2 separate regions of the Gossypium hirsutum genome follow, and region 1 is linked to region 2. A link is a contact called in public Hi-C data. All regions are on one chromosome and are shown on one strand. The core of a region is the stretch at or near the end of the contact, and the rest is flanking DNA. Distances in the headings are between cores, read along the strand shown.

Region 1 (4,416 bases), core at 1,904-4,403, 180 kb before region 2:
AGTTTGTCAACCCTCTGCACACGAGTAACAAATCTAGCATTTTCCCATATATTCTTTTCTTTGAGAGGACAAGGAGGTTTCCAAGAAGATGGAGGAACAATGCGACAGATTCCATATTTTTCTGCTTTTGGTCGTATGCTAGCTATATAGTTCAAAGTATCTTCAAACTCCTGAAGAAACAATACAAAACCAGTTAAGATATTTAATTCTCTAATTCAGAACTGCAGATTTAACCAGTAACAACTATAGTGGGCAAATTATGATATTCAAACAACTCAAAGTTGTAAGCAACATTGAATACCTTTTCTGTCGGGTAGAACACAGGCGCATCCTCAACACCTGGCCTACATGCTTCCTCTGGATGCCATCTTGCAATCACCTGTTCCACCACTTAACATATCAATGAAATAATATTTGAAGACAACGGCTAACGAAAGAAAAAACAGCATATCAATCGTACAATCCAGATTCTATAGTTTAGCTCCATTTTCAATTACCAGTCATTGTCACTTTAAGCTACATTAAAATATAAACTAGCCAAAACTTAACTATAAGGCATTTCCAAGTCATTCTTACATCTAGGATGTTGCTACTACAGATTGATTAATATAATCGTACGGTCAAAAAAACAAACGACAATAGAAGAGTGGTGCTGCTAGATGGCGAAACGTGTAAAAGGTTAACAAAACTAGGAAAGAACAAAAGAAGTTGAAGAACTTACCTTTTGGCAATCATTACACTCTGGACATCCACGAATGACACCTTTAGGAAGATTATGTCTCAATCTTTGATTCTGCTCAAATGAATGGCATACATGAAACTACCAACATATAGAATTGCCATAAAGGGATAGCATACTATTTTGAATTTTTTTCAAAATCAGCATCCAGAACTTTTATAAAACAAAGTTTTCAAAAAAACAAAGAAAAGAAAACAGAAGGTTCAACAAATAAGTTAGAAGAAGAAACTAACTTGATCAAGCTTTTCACAATCAAGCTTGTCTTCTGGACTGTTATCGTATCTACCATAGTTTATCCAAGGTCTTCGCCTCAAAGACCTTGTAATCTTTGTGCTTTCAACATCGCCCAACTCAGTTTCCTTCTGGACAGGATTGGCAACAGAACTAATTGTGGTTGCAGAGGCTGAACAGTACTTTACATTATCACTCTCATGTTTCACATTCTCTTGTGCCCCCCTTGTTAGAGTAAAAGATGCATATGACTCGAAACCTGGTGGAACTGGTGGAATATCATCGTTCTCTTCTTTAACACAAACTCTCATAAGTTCTGTCCCCATCAGTATTGCTACACAAGACAACAGGTGACAATTCAAGCACTGCACCTGTATCTGGAATAGGAAATAGTCGAATGCAAAACAGGCCTACCTTAATTAAGAATCAATTCAGCATCCCAACATCCTAACCATAATTCTGAACTGCTGTAAAAAGCAACTTTATCTACACAGAAATAGAAAGCAGTTATTCAGAAAACAAATAGACAAACATAATCCAAAAGCTTCACTCCATTCCAAAATCAAACCATTAACTGTTACAATAAATCCCAGGTTTTCTCCAGAAAACCACAATTCAGTACTACTAAGAAGATATGAGGATGCTAAGAACACGGCATGACCATATTCCTGCATATTTGATACTGATAATTGCTAATTGAGAATGAGAGAGAGACCGCATAATATAAAATTCACAAGATTTATGCTTTAGTCTTATCCCTGGTATAAATTTTCATTCTCGCTATACTTGTAAGGGTCAATGCTGAAGTATGTTGCTGGCCTAACACTTGATAAATCATATTTCCTTTGACTCATGCGTAAGTCAATCCCCAAATCCTATAATCATGCCATAGATAATAGCTGAAATGAAGATACAAATATAATTTTGTATCTAACCACCTGAAGTTATACAAAGAGCCATAAGATTCATTTGATAAAACTCCTACCCCAATTATTAGTATAGCCTAATTAGGTGAATCAACAAGACTAATGCATTCTCATTTTTTATATAATCGATTAAAACCAGGGAAGCAATGATGCAGTCGAAATCTATGTGATTTTTCTACCTTCAAAATCATGATCCTTCAAATATGTAACCTTGCAATCAAAATTTCTAAAAATAATATTTCCAGAAAGTTCTACATAACAGGAAAATAACACCATGCAGACCCTTCTTGGATCAGAAATTTTTTCATCAATAAAACTCATCAACTGTAGCCTTCAGAAATTCATATGCAAAGATAAGATTGAAAATCAAACTCATGAACAGATTTTCCGGTTTTCTTTTTATATATATATAAAGAGAATCAAATCAGGAGACCTAAACACAATTTGCTACATAAATGTCCAGCTAAATCCATGGTCGAGGTCCTGCATTACTTTCCCAATTGATTAAGCAGTCCTAAACCCTAAAAGAACACAAACAAATAATTTGATCGAGAAAATTTTCAGAACAAAAGAAAATAAAATACAGCTCATAAAATTCTAGTTTCCTATTTTATAGTCATCATCAGACAAAAGGGAATTCAAGAAAAATTTCCCTAAAAATAAATCTAAAAATTAAATAAATTAAAAAAAATGGAGCTTACATGATCCAAAAGATTTCTATAATTTGACTTCACTTAAGCAGCTGAAATAACTCCTTTTGACTAGACCAATTTTTCAGGGAGAAAAAGGAATCACTAAAAATTTTCTAAATTTAAAACCATAATAAAAATTTTAGAAAAATATAAAGTGGAAACGAATTGAAAAGTTGAATCTGATTTTAAACGGATCTAAACCTAACCCTAACCCTAACACCAGAAGAAAAATCAAAATCAACAGAGGGAAAAAAAAGGTTACTATTTTTTTTGATAAAATAAAAAACCAATAATATTTTTTTTTCCTAAAATTCCTTGTTTTACAAGGGTACCCCACAAATCCAAATATGACCATCAAAACCCCTACCTGCAAAATAAAATCTGAACGCAGAACAATTCCAAGGAAAAGAATGAAGATGATAAGGGTAAATATGGAAGATTAATTAATTCACCGCTTCAAGAAGTAACAGATTTTCATAAATTGAAAATTCAATTTTTAATAAAAAAAGGTTAAATTTCTATAGACCTAATAAATTTGTTTCAGTTTTTTGTTGTGTCTTTATGAAGCAATTGAAAGCATAAACGGTATTTAATTTATTGAGAGGGGTAATTTGGGGAAAATAGGAAGGAGAAGGTGAAGAGGTTTTTCATTAATGGATGAATAAAAAATTAAAAGAAAAAGGTAAATGAGAAAATTCAGGATAAATTTTTTTTGTAAATTTAATTAATTTATTTACCTGTGGGCTGTTTTCCTTTCCTGCGGACGCCGCATGGAACAAATGATAAAAGTTTCTGCTTTCTTCTCACACTGGCATCAACTATAGTATGGACCGACTATTTCTATAAGGTCATTTATTTATTTATCACGTTTTAATTTTAAAAACATTATTATTACTGAAAAGTCAATTTCTAAACTTGACAAAAGGAAGTTGAATCTCCTTTCAATTTGGCATTCGATGCGAAAGAATGTTACTTTAAATGCGTTGAAGAGTGTTATTTTTATTTAGTAATTAAAAAAATGTTAAAAGTAGTCATAAATATTGTATTAAAAAAATACATACAATCAAAATTTATAAAAAAATTGTTAAAAAAATTTAACAAAAGAAAAAAATTTAAATGACTAATTTAGTTGAAAATTATTTGAAATTCATTTTTCTATTTATATCTTTTTATTTGACTCAAAATAACTTCAAATATATATATTATCTTAATTCTAAATTTTAGTATATATAAATAGGGGTGAACAAAATTTGATCTGATTTAAAAAATTAAAAAAATAAATTTCGAGTTAATTAAATTAAGTTATTCGAATTATTCAAGTCAACTTGAATAAGAAATTTTGGATTTCGAGTTCAAGTCGAGTTGAATTTTTACAATTTGAATAATTCGAATAACAGATTAGTATAAATACTATTTTAGCCCCTGGTAATTTTAAAAATAAGCAAATTGATCTCTCTTAACAAAAAATACAAAAAAATAAAGTAATTTTCAAATTTTGAAAATATTTTTTAAATTTTAAATATTTATAAAAATTTTAAAATTTGTATTTTTAAAAGTATAAATTTAAAAAAATCTAAAATATATATATAAATTTTAATAAAATAATAAGTATGGAATCTAAATAAGTGATTAATGATTCAAGTTTATCATACTAAATTTTTTTTTTGCTTTAAAAAAGTTTTCAAATTTATGTGTTCTAACATGGAAATAGTTATATTGTACACGATTTTAATTTAACATTATTAATTTTACTAATTTAACTCGAACTGTTTCACTCAATTTGATCGAATTCTTACCCCTAATTCGAGTTATCCGAAAATCTAAATAA
Region 2 (4,411 bases), core at 1,501-4,000:
CATAATTCGGGCATGCAAACATAACATGAACACAATGTGTTATTTGGAATCAACTCTATAATGGAGTCATCCGAGTTAATTTTATTAGCGCAAGCCCCGATACAATTTGCTTCACGGTTTTCTACAATATTTTTAAGCTTTTTCGTAATTTTATTTTTTTATTCAAATAATGAAGTCCATTTTAGATGAACTAAACATGTTTTAACGAGTCTAAAGGCGGAATTAGGATGTACTTTGCATAATATTTAAACCGCCTATGTTTGTTGGTTTAGAGAGTAGGAAATTAAATGTTTCTTAATTAAGATTTCGGTATTGAATATTTTTGGCTAGTGACTATTAAGATCTTAAAAGAAATTTAACCCTGCATCCATTTCAGTCTTTCACAATCAAAACTGAAAATCCAAACTGCAAAATCTATTTTCTTTGTTACATGCTACAAGAAATCCCTTTCTACAAAGTTTATAACTTCCTTATGAAATAATAATAATGTTATATCTCCACTCGTGATAGGATACCTGATAAGCTAAGATTACGCTTGAAGTCACCTATAAGTTCACCCTTCCGAGATGACTATCTAGGCAACGGATGACCTAATTTTTATTGGGAGCATTAAGTTGTTAGTCAACAAACATCACGTGCGCTAATTGTTTTATTCCATCAAAGTCAAAATTAATGATAGAATTTGCCCTATTACAAACATTCTCGTCCCATCGAAGACATCCTTCTCATGCTCTCCATAATGATGACTAGATGACAAGTCCAACACGTTAACACCATCTTACACAGGACTACTCCCTATAAATACTTCTAGGAACGATGAAAAAGGATCGACTTTAAAAGATTACTAAGTCTACACTTTGTCAACCTTCTTCCAACCCTCAATCTTTACATTCTCTTCTCTACCACTCCTCATAACCTTTGGCCCTTCATCCCAAGTGAGAGAACTGACCTCCACAACAACGACCACTCTCTCCTCCATACTCATTCCTTATTGTATTACTGTATCAACAAATAAAAAAATATCAATACTATTTAAGAAGCTAAGTTGATCAACATGTCTTAATTTAAGCTATGTTAGATAAATTGAAAAACTAAGTGCATAAAAAATAAATGTTTGAAAAAACAAGTACTTGAAAAATAAGTTTTAAATTTAAGTTATAAAATTTGTTTAGTATATTACTTAAAATTATATACACAAGTATAATTAGATTGTTTGATAAATGATAATATAATCATAAAAGAAATAAATTTAAATAAAAAATTAAAATTATTCTATATTAAGTGATAAATAGGTTCTATCTATTATCATTTTCCACACCTTTATTTTTAGAAAAAGAAGTTTCTATCTAGTAGATTTTATTGTGGGTCATCAAACATATTAATTTTTAGTTGGTTGATTTTTTTGACATTTTATCAAACAAGCCTTAGTTAAAAATGATCAAAAATCTATTCTTTTTATAAAGACTATAGTTACCTCTTTTAATAATGTCGTTTTCAATGTTCAAACACATATTCACTCTTTATGAGTGCAATGTGTCAAACAACGGCAATTGTTAGTTGGTAAGTAACAAATATTGTTATGATAGTGTTTTTGTTTTTCATATTTCTATATACAATCTAACAAAAAATGCATACATATGATAATATTTGAACTTAAAGCACTATAAAATTTTAATATCTTAATTTTATTATTTCAACTAAAGCCTCGTTTAAATTTTATATTAATTTTTTTATAAATATATTTGCCATGAAATGCTTTCATTAAGTTTCCGTTGTTGCACTGAATATGACTTCTGAAAAATGATTTACTTTTTTAGAAAAACTAATATTTTCTGGTGTTTGGATGAATCTGTGTAAAATATTTTATGTTGTTTGACGGATTTCTGGAAAATATTTCATAAAAGTTGTTTTTAATAGAACAAACATTCATTATTTAATTGACTTTATTTTGTATCTATAAATTAATATTTCACATTGTTTTTGCATACATTCAAAATATTTTATTAAATTCAGGTTCATTACAACGTCATTTTTTAGTTACATGACTACCAAGTAAATATTTTTTATTTAAAAATATGACATCAACAAAATTGATAAAAAAATTAATAATGTTAACAATTGGACTTGATTTTCAAATTTGAAAAGTAGAGAGATTAAATTCTTGAAAATAAAAGTACTTAGACTAAATTCAAAGTGTATGAAGTGTACATGGACTTATATAGCATATTTTAATTTTTATACTACAAACAAATTATTATTAATATATTTATAATTGTAAGAAATATTTATTATTAAATATTTTCAATAATATATGAGGAATATTACTTAAAATTATTATTTTTAAAATTTATTATTAAATAAAATTAAAATAGTAAATAATTTATTAAAACAATAAATTATATTAATAATCTATTATATGATTAAATATAAATAATTAAATATGTATGTTTAATAATATTGAAAATTATAATATTTTAATAATTTTAAAATAGTTTTAAAAATAAAAATAAAATTTATTATTAAGATAATAATATTAAGTTTGATTTAATTTAATTTTTATAAAAAAATAACCATAAAAGAAATTTTTTTCTGAAAAATAACCGACGGCTTATTTTTCATTGACTATAAGTACTTTTTTATTATCAAAACATAAAAATATATAATAAAAAAAAACATTTTACTTTTAACACAGCTTAAAATAAATCAATTTTAGTTAAATATTTTTTTGGGCCAGGAATAATTTCAATTCTAAAATAGAAAAAAGTGAAGTGGCAATTTGCGAAGAGTAAATTTGTGCTGTCCGTACAAACCAAGCTGCTGTGCTGAGCTGGTTTTTTTTTGACTTGAAGACAGAAAATAAGAGTGTGTTAAACCCTAAGCCCTTTCCCAAGCGGCCTCCTGGTCTCATCTCACAAGTAAGAGATTGATCAATTCAATTTCCGCAATTTGATTCAACAGCAGACATACAGAAAATGAAGGTGGTTGCTTTAGTCAGCGGTGGAAAAGATAGCTGTTATGCTATGATGAAATGCATCCAATACGGCCACCAGGTTTTTCTGTTTGTTTCCCTAGAAAATAATACCAACAATATTTTAAACTAAAAACTCATAAAGATTTGGGAATTATAGTGTCTTATACGAGAAGGGTACCCGAAAGCAGTACTAGTAGATGTCCTTTCCTCATTTTTTTCCTTAGAAATTAAAATTTCTGGTTATTAAAAGAAATTGACTTCTTTGTTGCTTTTTTATTTAGATTGTCGCTGTGGCTAATTTATTACCAGCTGATGATTTAGTGGATGAGTTGGATAGCTACATGTACCAAACTGTAAGTCTCTGCTGATTCTCGTCGTTTGATTTCACTTATTTATTTATGTTTTGTAAGAAAGTGGTAGCAAAATCATACTACTTCAATTGTTTGACGTTAAGAGTATACAAAGTATGCTTCTTTGCATGAGTTGGACATGAATATTGATTTTTTTTTCTTTCAGGTAGGGCACCAAATAATTGTAAGCTATGCAGAATGCATGGGAGTTCCATTGTTCCGAAGGCGAATACAAGGATCCACAAGGCAAGCCCTTTAAACGAGTATTGTGGTAAAACCATACATCTTTGTTCAGGGAATTTATGATTTTCACTTTGTATCACAATTATGAAATGGGAAAAAAGCAGCATCTTTGCTTGTCATTTCACAATTACTTTGTTTGTTGTGTACCTTGGGCTTTTCCAGTTTTTTAGTTATGGCATTTCCTTCAAGTTACACAATGTTATTACGAGCTTTGCAGTCTTTTCTGTGTGCATATCATGCGATTAACAGATTGTACTAAGTATGATGCTGGCAAGTCATATATTTCTCTTTCACAGCATAATGATCTGGTTACAACATTGAAAATTTGTTAATCCATTTTGTAAGTAGGCATATTATGAAGAAATTTACTTAATATTTGGTTGAGATGATTTTCAGAAGGGCTGCTGTTTAGTCAACTTTCAGCTAAGCATATGCCCTTTCAACTTGACAAATGAACACTATACACATTTTTTTTTTTTGCTGAAGCTTTTGGCGATTATTGTAGGCACCATAAACTTAGCTACCAAAGGACACCGGGTGATGAAGTTGAAGATATGTTTATTTTGTTGAATGAAGTTAAGAAGCAGATACCTTCTATAACAGCAGTTTCTTCTGGTGCAATTGCGTCAGATTATCAAAGGCTACGGGTGGAAAGTGTCTGTTCAAGGTTAGGGCTTGTTTCTCTGGCATATTTGTGGAAACAAGATCAATCATTGCTTCTTCAAGAAATGGTAATTTGTATTTTGTTAATATGAATACTTAATAAAAATTTAGATGGTTTGTTTTTCTCACATATTACTGTCTGTTCTTTACTGTTCAGATAACGAATGAAATTATGGCTATCACA

What was found. Hi-C and Micro-C count contacts between places; a contact is called where the count stands out from the background.
Region 1: a contact with region 2 is called in a Hi-C map of leaf, with 2.0 times the contacts expected there. The contact joins the promoter of LOC107926805 here to the promoter of LOC107892726 in region 2. A contact is called at or near these places in 3 of 34 Hi-C or Micro-C datasets (hypocotyl and leaf).

The regions. Positions count from the first base shown.
Region 1 is chrA11:106,811,858-106,816,273 of Gossypium_hirsutum_v2.1, reverse strand. LOC107926805 (putative lysine-specific demethylase JMJ16) reads right to left here and starts at 3,153. Exons shown (of 14, transcript XR_005904985.1): 1 at 2,956-3,153; 2 at 1,385-1,456; 3 at 973-1,304; 4 at 722-793; 5 at 302-379; 6 at 1-170.
Region 2 is chrA11:106,627,749-106,632,159 of Gossypium_hirsutum_v2.1, reverse strand. It overlaps LOC107892726 (diphthine--ammonia ligase), which reads left to right and starts at 2,750. Exons shown (of 12, transcript XM_016817783.2): 1 at 2,750-3,050; 2 at 3,253-3,324; 3 at 3,488-3,567; 4 at 4,070-4,295; 5 at 4,385-4,411. The coding sequence starts at 2,973.